Regions from separate parts of the Mus musculus genome. Here all the other regions are linked to region 3. The links are chromatin contacts, called in public promoter capture Hi-C maps. All regions are on one chromosome and are shown on one strand. Each heading gives the region's core, a stretch centred on a gene start, on an enhancer-like site or on the middle of the called end of the contact. The rest is flanking DNA. Distances are from core to core; before and after follow the strand shown. Region 1 holds the start of D030025P21Rik (RIKEN cDNA D030025P21 gene). Region 2 holds the start of Ptgr2 (prostaglandin reductase 2). Region 3 holds the start of Abcd4 (ATP-binding cassette, sub-family D (ALD), member 4).

What was found. Promoter capture Hi-C pulls out the DNA fragments that hold promoters and counts their contacts. Capture Hi-C pulls out chosen DNA fragments and counts their contacts.
Region 1: a promoter capture Hi-C map of adipose tissue shows a contact between it and region 3. The contact joins the promoter of D030025P21Rik here to the promoter of Abcd4 in region 3. A contact is called at or near these places in 7 of 39 promoter capture datasets (the C10 cell line, embryonic stem cells, hippocampal neurons and 3 more), 1 of 15 datasets of contacts at CTCF or cohesin (pro-B cells), 4 of 115 datasets of contacts at active chromatin or transcription factors (bone marrow-derived macrophages, cardiomyocytes, large pre-B cells and 1 more) and 2 of 9 other capture datasets (adipose tissue and liver).
Region 2: a promoter capture Hi-C map of macrophages shows a contact between it and region 3, with 5 read pairs. The contact joins the promoter of Ptgr2 here to the promoter of Abcd4 in region 3. A contact is called at or near these places in 1 of 39 promoter capture datasets (macrophages), 2 of 484 Hi-C or Micro-C datasets (CD4 T cells and natural killer cells) and 1 of 115 datasets of contacts at active chromatin or transcription factors (bone marrow-derived macrophages).

The regions. Positions count from the first base shown.
Region 1 is chr12:84,873,044-84,877,283 of GRCm38.p6, reverse strand. D030025P21Rik (RIKEN cDNA D030025P21 gene) reads right to left here and starts at 1,482. Exons shown (of 1, transcript NR_028577.1): 1 at 1-1,482. It overlaps Ltbp2 (latent transforming growth factor beta binding protein 2), which reads left to right and starts at 793. Exons shown (of 36, transcript NM_001370743.1): 1 at 793-1,528. The coding sequence starts at 1,053.
Region 2 is chr12:84,283,003-84,287,577 of GRCm38.p6, reverse strand. Ptgr2 (prostaglandin reductase 2) reads right to left here and starts at 2,282. Exons shown (of 10, transcript NM_029880.3): 1 at 2,102-2,282.
Region 3 is chr12:84,615,207-84,619,695 of GRCm38.p6, reverse strand. Abcd4 (ATP-binding cassette, sub-family D (ALD), member 4) reads left to right here and starts at 2,230. Exons shown (of 19, transcript NM_008992.2): 1 at 2,230-2,413; 2 at 4,252-4,370. The coding sequence starts at 2,376.

The DNA.
Region 1 (4,240 bases), core at 233-2,732, 260 kb before region 3:
GAGGGGCGGTGGTAGGAGTTCAAAGAGTGGACTGTGGGCCAGAGGCCACTAGCCTGGGTTTTATTTCCATCTTTAGCAATACTCTCCTTTAGTCACCTTATTCAAGAGGCTCCATGCCTACCTTTGTAAAAAGAGAACAACTCTTCCAGCGGGCATCCACCATCACCATAGGCCCAGGTCAAGGCTTGGCGCCACAGGAAGCAGATTAAGATCTAGGCTCTAAGCAGGTTGGCAGAGTGTGTCGCTACAAAACACGGTGGCCAAGGGTGTGACCAGCTCCACCAGGGGGCGCGCGCCCCAAGTTGCCCTTCCCCATAGGCAACCGGCTCTTGGGAGCTGCCCCAGGGACACCTGCATTCTCGCCTAGCGCCCCCAGCGGTCAGAGGTGGAAGCAACGAGACCAGGCGCGCATGCCTCGGGCTCGGTCCCCATTACTCCGGTCTGGGTACCTTCCCCAGCTTCCTTCAGGCCCGAGAAGCAGTTCATCTGGGTCCGTGAGGTCAGGAACAGAAAATACATCCAGGACAGGTGGACAACTTGAGTTTGCCCAGGACAGGAAAAAGGCAGCTCAGGTGCGCTGGTCCAGGCAGACGCCATCTGTCTTTCCAGTCCCCGGGTCTGCCCTGTCGCCCGCAGCTCCTCACGGGTTAATCCCCTCGCCGCCCGCTCGCTTCTCGGTGCCAAAGAGGGTGTTGCTGGAATTCTTGTCTCCCGTAATAAGGGGGCCGAGCTGTCCCTCCAAGGAGGGGGGCATGGCGTGGATAAAAGAGGCGAAAAAGCAGGGGGCGGTTTCCAAAAATAAAACCCTTCGGTTCCCCTTCAGACGGCGGCAGTGCGGGAGCGAAGGTGCGGCAGGCTCGGGCTCGGTGCGCAGCCCGGGCAGCTCACGCCATACAGCCCTTACCTAGGAACCCCTGGACCCCCAAACGGCTGTTTCAGAGGTCCCCTAGACGGGAAGGGGCAAGTCGCCAGGCGGGTCTGTGGAGCGAACGATGGAAAGCACCTCCCCGCGAGGTCTCCGGTGCCCACAGCTCTGCAGCCACTCTGGCGCCATGAGAGCGCCGACCACCGCTCGCTGCTCCGGATGCATCCGACGGGTGCGTTGGAGGGGCTTCCTGCCACTTGTCCTGGCTGTCTTGATGGGGACAAGTCATGCCCAACGGGATTCCATAGGGAGATACGAACCAGCTAGCAGGGATGCGAATCGGTTGTGGCACCCCGTGGGCAGCCACCCCGCAGCGGCTGCAGCCAAGGTGTACAGTCTGTTCCGAGAGCCTGACGCGCCGGTCCCCGGCTTGTCGCCCTCTGAGTGGAACCAGCCGGCCCAGGGGAACCCTGGGAGGCTCGCAGAGGCCGAGGCCAGGAGGCCACCCCGAACCCAGCAGCTGCGTCGAGTCCAGCCACCTGTCCAGACTCGGAGAAGCCATCCCCGGGGCCAGCAGCAGATAGCAGCCAGGGCTGCACCTTCTGTCGCGCGCCTGGAAACCCCTCAGCGACCCGCGGCTGCACGGCGAGGGCGGCTCACCGGGTGAGCACTGAAGAGGGGATAGGGCTGGGGGCGGGGTGGAGCAAAGGGATGCGGGTATCCCGGACAGTTACGCCTTCAGTGGAGTGCGGGTCCTGTCCCTTTGTCCTCAGTAACTACTAGAGAAACCGCTCCGAGGTTCCGAAACCGGGGCTCGGACCAGCTTTCAAAAAGTTATTTTGGGGAAAATAAATCTACTATCTGTTCCCTTGGACACCAGTTCTCCCAGAACCCCGACGTTAAGCTCGTGTGCGTTTCTCACTCATTCTGTGCTGGGCTAACGAGCTGCAGTGGCTGGGTGGGCGCTCTGGGTTCTTGAGGCCCAGAGAAGGATAAACTGGCTCCGGGCGCCAGTAGGTGGAGGATCTGGGCGGGGGGGGGGGGGGGGGAGTGGGGACATCAGGGCGCGAAGACAGACGCATCTCCAGGAACGGGCTGACAGCGAAGCAGGCGCGCCAAGACAAGTGTATAGTCCGGGCTCAGGTCTGCTGGGACACGCAGAGGACTTAGGCAAGGGTTTAGGAGCTCTGTGAAAGAGAAGGCTGCCCTGACCTGTGCGAGGGACTGGGTCTGTGTTCCAGGAAGTCTAGATGTCAGCGTTGTTTGCACATTTTGAAAAGCCACGCCTCGCTCCAACTCTTCAACTTATTATTTTGCACCACTCGCTGCGGGTTCTGGACTCTGTTATCACAGGAGGTCCCCTCCCCGCCCCAACAACGCCTTGCCCAGGATTTAATGAGTTGGGGACCTCTCCTGAGTACCCAGGTGTCTCTGGAGTGAAGGCACAGGAGCCTGGCAATGCCAGACTGGGCAAGGTGCAATTGATTAGTCTAGGAGGGGCTTTGGCAGCCCTTGGCCTGAGCCTGGTTTATCTGTCCGTTGTAGTTCCAGGTAGCATTCCCGTTGCTTGTACGCCTAGTCCCACTACAGAGGATCTTCTGCCTCCTGCTCTGCACACATACTCTTCTCTTGCCTGCAACGGTCTTCTGTATCTTAGCAAAGTTCACCGTGTCTCATCCCTTCTGTGCCCTCATCCAGCTTTATGCTTTCTTATAGCATTTATTCCCCCCTCACGTATTTCTATTTCTATGTATGTGTTCAAACTTATACAAGTTCTGCTTAAGCAGGGTTTTGTTAGCTTTCATGTTCCCAGCAGATCAGTGCCTGCACGTAGCTGGCCCTCTCTGCGTCTAAATGAATTCCCTACTAACCTTTGGAGGCCTAGCCTAAAGTCTGCAGGGCATAGAGCTGAGTGCTGCCAAGTGGCTCCAGCGTAAGACCATTCAAGGAGAGTTAGCAGGACACCTGCCCCGTTTCAGCTTTCCCCTCTATTCTGACTTGTGCAGGCAACTGCATGATTACATGTGCTGAGCATGGGAGAGGGCTCGGGGACCCACAGAATACAAAACCTGCTGGAGGGCAAGCCAATGTCTTAAAATCAAGTTGGAGGCACGAGCAGTATGTGCTGGTGAATGTGTTTCTAAAAGCACAGGACAATTCTGTCAAGGGCAATGGAGCAGTACAATATAGTGAAGATGGTCAGGGAAGAGACACTGACCTGGGGCCCTAGAGCATAGACGAGGAAGGAGAGGGCCAGAGTGGCACATCTGGAGATGAGGCTGCCATGCAGGCTTAACTCAGAACTAGGGCTTTTCACCATAAGCTTTTGCCCCTGGTATAGGGGAGCCGGGGGCTGAGGCTGAGATGAAGTCTGGCTGTCATAGGGAGGGGATGGTTATGCTGCAGGCTTGTGTGTGCTTGTGTGTGTGTGTGTGTGTGTGTGTGTGTGTGTGTGTGTGTGTGTGCGCGCGCATGCATGCGCATTGCAAGGTGCTGTTAGAAGTCAGAAAGTGAAGCAAAGCAGACTGTCACTAGGACAAAGCTGACAGCAATGACCAGGTGTGAAGTTATGGGCACCTGCTAGATACACAGATGTATACCTGTGCTGGAGTTGGAGCCTCAGTTTTGTCTCCTGAAGCTTTGGTAGATAGATGTTGAGTTCTTCTGTCATCCCATTCATCTCTTGGGAAGGGGTCCCAAGACAAAATTATTCCTTAACTTCCTCAATCCAGGTCGATTCTGGCCGTCGTGTGCAGGTCAGATCTAGGGATCAAGTGCCATCTGCTGGTAGAATGTAGAACTACAGTTGCTAATTGAGGTTTTTTTTTGTTTTTGGTTTTGGTTTGAGTTTTTTTTTTGGTTTTGTGTGTGTGTGTGTGTGTGTGTGTGTGTGTGTGTGTGTTGTTCTGTTCTGTTTTGTGGAACCCCTTTAATATGCACTATTATGAAAACCCTGGGAATATAGCAGTAGATAAAATAGACAAACTGCCAGGTGGTGGTGATGCACGCCTTTAATCTCAGCATTCTGAAGGCAGAGGCAGGCAGATCTCTGAGTTTTAGAGTAGTCTGGTCTACAGAGCCAGTTCTATGATACCGAGAGCTACACAGAGAAACCCTGTCTGGAAAAACAAAAACAGTAACAGCAACAAAACCAAAAGAAAGAGAGAAAGAGAGAAAGAAAGAGAGAAAGAGAGAGAGAAAGAGAGAAAGAAAGAAGAGAGAAAGAAAGAAAGAAAGAAAGAAGGAAGGAAAGAGACACAAAAATCTTTTCCTTATGGAATTGTTAATGTACTGGAGATGAAAAAAAATACATGTGTCAGACATTGTGCTAAATGTCTGAGGGGCAGTCGTGAGCCGTGTAGCTGTGTACTACAA
Region 2 (4,575 bases), core at 1,033-3,532, 330 kb after region 3:
CATAAAAATTAAAAACCAAGTTTATTCAGCTACAACTGTCAGACTGTCCTTGAGTGGTTATTACCTGTACTGTGATGGCTAAATCTTCAATCAAAGGACTGCTGCCCAACTGCCTGAGTTTCTTTTCCTATTGCTGTGATAAAATACCCTGACAGGAGCAACTGAAGGCAGAGGAGACAAGGGTTATTTTGGCTACAGTTTAAGGGCACAGTCGTCATGGAGAAGTCACTCTGGGTGCTTGAAGCAGTCACTCACACCACACCAACAGTCAAGAAAAAGAACAACGAGGCTGTCGAGATGGCTCAGTGGGTAAGAGTACCAACTGCTCTTCCAAAGGTCCTGAGTTCAATTCCCAGCAACCACATGGTGGATCACAACCACCTGTAATGAGTGCGTCTGAAGACGGCTTCAGTGCACTTATTTATAATAATAAATGAGCAGAGCCAACCAGAGTGAACAGAGGTCCTAAATTCAATTCCCAGCAACCACATGAAGGTTCACAACTACAGTGTACACATATACATAAAATAAATAAGTCTTTAGGGAAAAAAAAAAAACCAGAACAAGGAATGCTGGTGTTCAACTGGCTTTGTCGTTTTTATTCAGTCCAGGACCCAAACCTAAAAAATCGTCCTACTCAGCCTTGGGGTGAATCTTCCCACCTTAGTCATCTTAAAATGAAGCCAATCCCTCATGGGTACACCTTGAACTTGTCTATTCAGTGATTTCTGATCCCCCCAAGTTGACAGTCAGTGTTAGGCATCACACGGTGACAGTTATCTGTTCTCCATTTTCAGCATTCTGCCTTATTTCTCTAGATACACATAACAGAGCCAGTGTGATGCCTCCCACCTGTAATTCAGCACATGGGAGGTAGAAGAGAGAGGAATGAGTTCAAAGCCAGACTTAACTACATAACAAAATTCAAGGCCAGAATTCTGGGATATGAGAGACCTTGTCTCGAAAACAAACAAACAAACAAACAAACAAAATCAACCATGACTTACTCACAGGTTCTCCATCTAAAATAAAGATCACATTCAAGACCTGAAGGGCAGTGGGTTAGGAGGCATCATAATGGAGGCAGAGCTGAGTAGACCTCAGTAAACCCCATTTGCTGTTAAATTAAAGTGGGTTTCTAATTGATTCGACCATTCTAAAATACCACCAAAAGATCTGGTTCAATGACAGTCATTAAAAATACGCCTTAAGCATCTGTGTAGCAGACTATTGTAAGGAAAAGCTCACTGAACTCACAAGGGCAAAGGACATGTTCTGTTTCTAGCTGGGTGGGACCTCGGAGGGGTCATATAGTTTATTTCCTGAATGTTTCCAGGCATCCCAGAACTGGGTGAGTTGACATGCTCTAGCATGGTAGCGTCTTACATTTGTAATCCCAGTTATTGGGCAGATGGAATACAGACGGCAAATTCAAGGCCAGCCTGGGCAAATTAGTGAGAACCTGTCCCAAAATAAAAATGAAAAACAGTCTGGCAATATAGCCCAGTAGTAAAAACCTCTTGCCCAGCATGCATAGGGGAGGTGGAAGGCTGATCTTGGACTCAATTCCCAATACAGAAGAAAATAAATTATTAATCAGCTTGCTTAAATACAACTCCGTCCTCAAACACCACCGCCATGAAGTTGCAAACATGCTATCCTTTTCACAGACGCCATACAGGGGCTGAATAACTTGTCCAAGGTCGCACAACTTATCCCCAATATCTTTTAATAAAACACACTTCCTGTTTAGCCGTACTTTGTTCAACCATTCTGCCACAAAGGGCTCTGCTGACCTTCCCTGTGCTGTCTATGCCATCGTGTGCAAATGTCCACCTCAGAAAGCCAACCTTCCTCTATGGCTCCCACGACTAACCACTTTCACAGAAATTACTAGTAATCTCACATTTTCAAGCCGACTTCCTGGATCCTCAGCACCAAGAGGATCAAAACCTCTTGGTGCTGAGGTTTTTCAACATGACATAAGTATACCCCTATGCGTGGCACACAGTAGGCGCTCAATAGATGTTCAAATCTGAAGCACCTCAAACACAGTCGCGCCCAAACTTCACCCTCGGAATTCTTACAAAACGGAGAGCACCTGTTACGGGGCATTCCCTAGTCTAGCGTCCCAAGCTATACCGCCGGTGTCGCCCGGAGCTCGAGGAGGACGCCCACAGGTCACCCTGGCTCGGCACTTCCTCCTTTTCTGCGGGCTTAATCCAGCTTCCGGTGCAGCGATACAGTGGCCCCCCTGCGTGTCTGTCAGTTTGAGATCTCGCGGGATTTGATGAACAGCGAAGGGTCAGCTGGCGGCACGACCTTAGCCCTAGGACCACACTGCGCAAGCGCAGGACTAAGCCGGCCTCCTTGCCCTCTCGTCTCCTAGGGCCGGGGTTTTGAAGTTCATACGCGATCCTTTGGTCCCCAAGGTTGGTGAGAATCACAGGATACGTTGCTAGTCTAGGCAAGGAGTATCCATAAGTTAACCTCATTAGGGCTCCGTGGCCGACCCCGCCTCCAGGACCAAGAGAGCAAATTAACTAATGACTTCAGATCAAGTCCCCTGTGTCCTCTTGTGCCCCCAGAGGTTGAACCCGCGTCCTGGCACGGTCTAGGCAGACGCCCTGACAGCCAGCCCCAGCCTCTGGAAGAAACTTGATTCATGTTAGATTCACTGAGTCTTAGGTTGGGGAATCACAGTGAGAAATAGCATCAAGTCTAACCCTTGTTTTGTAGGTGAACAAGCTGAGATCTAGAGGACTAAAGCAGCGGTTCTCAACCTTCCTAATGCTGTGACCCTCGTGCGTGGTGACCCCCCCAACCATAAAATTATTTTCATTGCTACTTCATAATTGTTATTTTGCTATTGTTTCGACCCGTAATGGAAATGTTTTCCGATGGTCTAAGGGGACCCCAAGAAGCTAGAAACTCATGGTTTGAGAACCACTTGACTAGTCACTATCGGGTGTGGTTTGTTTCTAGAATAACTTGGGATCTCCAGGAACTGCAAACCCTAACGGACTTAATCAAGCGGCTGTAGGAATCGCCCTTAGCACTGTATTCCAGCAAGGGCTAATCGCGGAGCTCTAACTCTGGTATAAAGAGTAGCTGAAAAATACCAGTACCGCCGGCAAATGGGCAGCCATCAGATGGACTGGAGGCCCGGGTAACAGAACATCTGAACATTTTCACTTCGTTTGGAAAACTTGAAGAATGGGGTAGGAGACTGTTACCACATTCCAAATAACTTTCCAGCAGGATCTGATCTCTTGGTGGTCAGCTGAGTGAACCAGAGAAAGAGGAAACGCTCAAAAACAATAAAAGTGATAGCAGAAAACAGAGGGAGACTATAGATTACATCTAAAACTCAAAGAGAAGAAACTTAGTTTGGGCCCTTTTTGATGTGAAGTCCCCTTTTCTCCAGGTCTCAGATGTTCAAAAACTGCATGGAGGAGTTCAGGTTTATTTATTTTCCTCCCTTCTGAATTTTCTCTTCACACTAAGGGTTACAGTCGTTTGTATGACTTGAGTTGTACCATGTATCATATGGGTATTTTTTTCCTGATATGGTTTTATTTTTATTTTTTGTGGTGTGGTGTGGTGCGGTTTGGTTTGCATCACGGTGCCGCTACATAGGCCTGGGTATCCTGGACCTCACTCTGTAGGCCAGGCTGGCCTAGACTCAAAGAGATCCACCTGCCTCTCCCTTCTGAGTGCCTGGACTGAAGGTGCCAGCACTGGCTTTGGTTTTTATTTTCAAGGTTGCGGCCACTGCCATTTTACTAATGTGGAAATGGAGATTAATCACTCAAGCGCCAAGATGAAGGAACTAAACGTAAAGGAACAAGTCCCCAAATGAGAGCAAATACGTCCTTCTGTTTCTGCCTTTGCTGTGAGTTCAGGATCCCCTTCTCTTCCTTCTCTGCAGCTTTGCGTTGTCTCTCATCCTTTAACCGGTGCCAGAGATAAATGTTTTCCAGACTTAACTTGAGGGAGGTGCCAACCTTTCTCCCCCCAACCTAATGCAAACAAACTGTGGCACAGTCTGCGTCCCTCGCCCCAACATTCCTACTAAATATAAGCATTTAATCTGATAGGTTTATGTAATCGTTTGCTAAATGACCTTTTAAACTACAATGACTCCATTTGAATTCCTGTGAAGTCATCTCTTTCAGATTGCAAATTACTCAGGAGGAAGAATTAAAGTATGTCTAGCCTTCTTACTACATAGCCACTCCACGCAACAGAGATAATTTGGTGCTAAACAAATACATTTTCATGGAAGTGATAACTGTTCATAATGCCAAACCCAAACATAGATTCTAAAGAAATAACACACACGGGAGGTAAAAACCATACCTGCCTGCCTCTGCCTCTGCCTCTGCCTCTGCCTCTGCCTCTGCCTCTGCCTCTGCCTCTGCCTCTGCCTCTGCCTCTGCCTCTGCCTCTGCCTCTGCCTCTGCCTCTGCCTCTGCCTCTGCCTCTGCCTCTGCCTCTGCCTCTGCCTCTGCCTCTGCCTCTGCCTCTGCCTCTGCCTCTGCCTCTGCCTCTGCCTCTGCCTCTGCCTCTGCC
Region 3 (4,489 bases), core at 981-3,480:
AACCTAGGCCTCTGGAAGCCAATGTTCCTAACTGTTGAGCCATCTCTCCATCATGCTTTAAGTGATGTTTAATTTTCGATGTTTGTGTCTTGATGTATCTGGCTGGTGTTTGTTTGCTTGCTTGCTTAAAAATCAAATCTTAGAAAATCGTACCCTGAAGTATTAAGCTCTTCCCCCTGCAGAAATCTCGGTTACCATCCTCTCAGAGTTTTTTCTGGACCTTCTGTTTCTGTGTCCTAAGTTGGCTGTCCCTCTCTATCATTCCGAAACATTGTTTTCCATTCTGGGGAGCAGAGTGAGGGTAGAATTTTGGTCCTTCCTTCTGCTAAGGGATATTTGACAGCATGGTTTTATTGGCTGGGTTAAGGACAGCTGCTCTGCTGGCATCTTCCAGCTGCTCAGTCCTGAGACATTGCTCAGTCTCCTACAACTCACCCTACAAAGGCCAGGCCCAACAGGCGCAACAGTCATTAGTGTTGAAGTTGGGGAAGCCTATTTGCTTTGTTTGTTTGGTATCTTTGTCATGGACACGAAGCTTTGTAAAGATAACTGAGCTTGCCACTAAGCAAGTCTAAAAGGCTCTGAAAACAACTGGTAATTGTTACTTTGTTGACTTGTTGAGTGTTTGTTCCAGAGTTGACCTTAAGGATCAAGAGCTAGGAAGATACATTTAGATGCAAATGTGAAATGCCATTATTGTTTCCTTGAATCTCTCATTGGGCACTTTAGTCAGTCTATAAGCATTTCATACATTTCTCGTTTAAGGATCGCAGCACTTGGAGGCAGAGGCAGGTGGATCTCTGAGATCCTGGCTAGCCTGGTGTAGAGAGCGAGTTTCAGGACAGCCAGGGCTACACAGTGGAACACTGTTTCGGGAAGAAAAAACAAAAACAAAAACAGAATAAACCAAAAGAACCAAAACAGCTGCAATCTAAACCAAACCAAACCAGAAACCCACTATAAATCAGTAGTGTTGAAAACTGCAAATGTAAAGTGAGGATCCTCTACCCTTTTTTTTTTTTTTTCCCCTTGAGGCAGGTCTCCTGTTGTCCAGGCTAATCATGAACTCAGCGCTTTCTATGTATCTGAGGCATATCTGGAACTCTTGATCCTCCTGCTCTACTGCCTCAGGTCCAGAATTACAGGGTTGAGCTGCCATATATGTCTGGAAAACTGATTTATATGTTTATTTCTGTAGTGCTGGGGCCTTATGTATGACACGCAAGTCGTTTACCACTAAGTCACATCTACCCGACTTAAATGATCATGCTGGGGCTGGTGAGATGGCTCAGTGGGTAAGAGTACCCGACTGCTTTTCCAAAGGTCCAGAGTTCAAATCCCAGCAACCACATGGTGGCTCACAACCATCCGTAACTAGATCTGACGCCCTCTTCTGGTGTGTCTGAAGACAGCTACAGTGTACTTACATATAATAAATACATCTTTAAAAAAAAAAAAAGTCACGCTGGCCAGGCATGATGGCGCATGCCTTTAATCCCAGCACTTGGGAGACAGAGGCAGGCGGATTTCTGAGTTCGAGGCCAGCCTGGTCTACAAAGTGAGTTCCAGGACAGCCAAGGCTACACAGAGAAACCCCGTTTCGAAAAACAAACAAAAAACAAACAAACAAAATCACGCTGGGGAGAGATGGGACGTCCTGGAGAGATGGCTCTGTGGTTACAAGCACTGGCTGCTCTTTCAGAAGCCCTGGGTCTGTAACTAGAGTTCCAGGGACTCCAATGCCCTCTTCTGGACTCTGCAGGCACCAGGCACTCACGTGGTACTCATACATGCAGGCAAAACATTCCTATACATAAAATACATTTTCAAGAAAATCTTGTAAATCGTGCTGGGACCAGGGAGCCAGCTCACCCGATGAAGGCTTTTCTCGCCAATCCTGACAACCTGAGTTGGCTCCTCGGGAGCCCTCATGATGGAAGGAGAAAATTGACTCCTCAAAGTTGTTCTCTGACACTTACGCCCTGGTTCACAGTTCGCGTGAACACACACATAGCTCACTAAATAAATATGTATTTTTTAAATTAATTAATTTTTTAAAAAACAGATCACGCTGTCTTCTCTGGGAGAAAGTTACACTCGGAACTACCAGTTGGCAAAAGAAACCTCCCAGCCCCACAGGGGACGCTCTGGCCACCCGGCCAGCTCTATAACCTCTTGCTACTCTCTTGTTCTTCAGGAAAGGCTGCGCTTCCGGGAACGGCCACAGCGCCGGAGCCGTCTTCTCTATCTAGCGCGTCTCTGTGGTCGCCAGAGTCCCACCCCTTTCCTCCTAGGGCGGGGCCCCGAGCTCTGAGGACTCTGCCCGGGGAGGACACCGGGCTTGCTCGGTCGCCTCGTCGCTTGCATCCCGGGTCATGGCGGTCCCGGGACCCACGGCCCGAGCTGGTGCCAGGTGAGCAGGGCTAGTGAGGACGGCCGGGTTGTCAGGGACGCACTGCCTGGGCAGTGGGGAAGGGGCTGCTCCCCTGCGGGTCCTTCCTTGCAACTTTCCTTCAGTTTGGGCTATTTGGAACCCTGGCTGCACAGAATGGAGTTGACGCTGCCTCACTCTAGGTACTGCGGACCCCCCTCTTTTGGCATCTTCCTCCCTTAGTTTTCGTTCTCAATTCCGATCTGCTCTTGGCACACCCTCCTTTGCATTAATTTTTTTCAGACCCTCTTACTTAAATTATCCTGTTACCTTAAAATATATGTTGACTTTGGATTCATGAATCATGTTGTGATTTTTTAAAAGAGAGAAGTTTTTAAACTGAGCATTGGGTTTTTTAGGTCATCCATGCTATATGACTTTTCACTCCTGAATGGTGCTCAGCGTCACCCTGGATAGATTCTATTTCCCTAGTAAAGGATGCCTGGATTACTTCCAGTATTTCAAGCACCACAAAGTACACCGTAATGAATATCCTGGCAATTGTCTCTTGATAGATAGATACTGATGGTTTCTCTTTAAGTTATCCACCTCAGGATAGAATGCTGAGCCATACTTAATTCTATAATGTTTTGGGGTGGTCGCGTCCAATTTATAGTTCCTGACAGCAATATATAAAGGTTCTAGTGTCCCTTATAACCATCCCCATATTTGGTATTGTTTAGTTTATTTTTCCTAATATGTATCTAAATGATGTATGTAAGATGGTATTTTTTAAAGGTTTATTTATTTATAATATGTAAGTACACTGTAGCTGTCTTCAGACACCTCAGAAAAGGGCAGATATCATTACCGAATGGTTATGAGCCACCATGTGGTTGCTGGGATTTGAACTCAGGACCTTCAGAAGAACAGTCAGTGCTCTTAACTGCTGAGTCATCCCTCCAGCCCTGTAAGATGGTATCCTATTGTAATAACTTTATTTTTATTTTATTGGGGGGGGGCGCATGCACATGCACGTGTGATATGTGTGCCATGACACAGGAATGGAGATCAGGGAACAGGTTTTGGAGTTGGTTTTTTCCGCAGTGGGATCTGGGGCTGGAATTCAGATCTTGGCGACAAACACTTGGACCTTTTGCTGGCTGAGCCATCTTGTCAACTACACTGTGCTAACTTAGTACATTTATTAGGCTCGTGGATTGTCCCTTTCATAGACTGCCTGCTTATATCCTCTCCTCACTTTCCTATGAAATATCCTGATGTGCTGGGTACATCACGTGTTGGCGCACGCCTTTAAGTCCAACACATGGGAGGCAGATGGCAGTCAGATCTCTGTGAGTCTGAGGCCAGCCTGGTCTACAGAGCAAGTTCCAGGACAGTCAAGGCTACACAGAGACACTGTGTCTTAAAAGACCAAGAAAGAAAGAAACACCTTGACATGCGGAGATTCCTTGCATGTTCCAGCTTGTAACTCCTTATCAATTTCATTCTGCAAATACCTTCTCTCATCTCACCAAAGTCTGTGGTACTGTGTTAAATAAAATACGTAAGTCTAAATCAAGCCCACCAGTTTTACCCTGTATAGTTTGTAGGTTTGGGGTCTTATTTGAGAAATGTCTTCCTACTTTATTCATCATTATTAAGGTATCTTCACTAATTTATTTATTTATTTATTTTTTTACATTTGCTTCTGGTAGGTTAGTAATATACTTTTTCCCACAAGCATTCTGTATTCTACCATCTTCAGCATTCATAAGTCTTTTGTTTGTGTGTGCAAAGCCTGGACCCTATGAATAATAGTAAGGCTAAGCTCACTACCTTCTGTAAGGCTCAGCTATCCTCTGTCCTGACTTCTGCAGGCCCAGATTAGATCTGCAACTTGTCCAGAGGTTCGTGAGGATACAGAAGGTTTTCTTTCCTTCTTGGTCATCACAGAATGTCTTAATGTTCATGACGCTCTTGTGCGTGACCCTCCTGGGTGAGTGAATGGGCTTTGGGCAATAGGGAAGAACCGGGCTTTGGGGTTCCTTTCCCTGTCTCTAACAGGAGGGAGTGTCTTCCTTTCCCCTTTGACTTCCGCCTCCTCTCCCTCCCCAC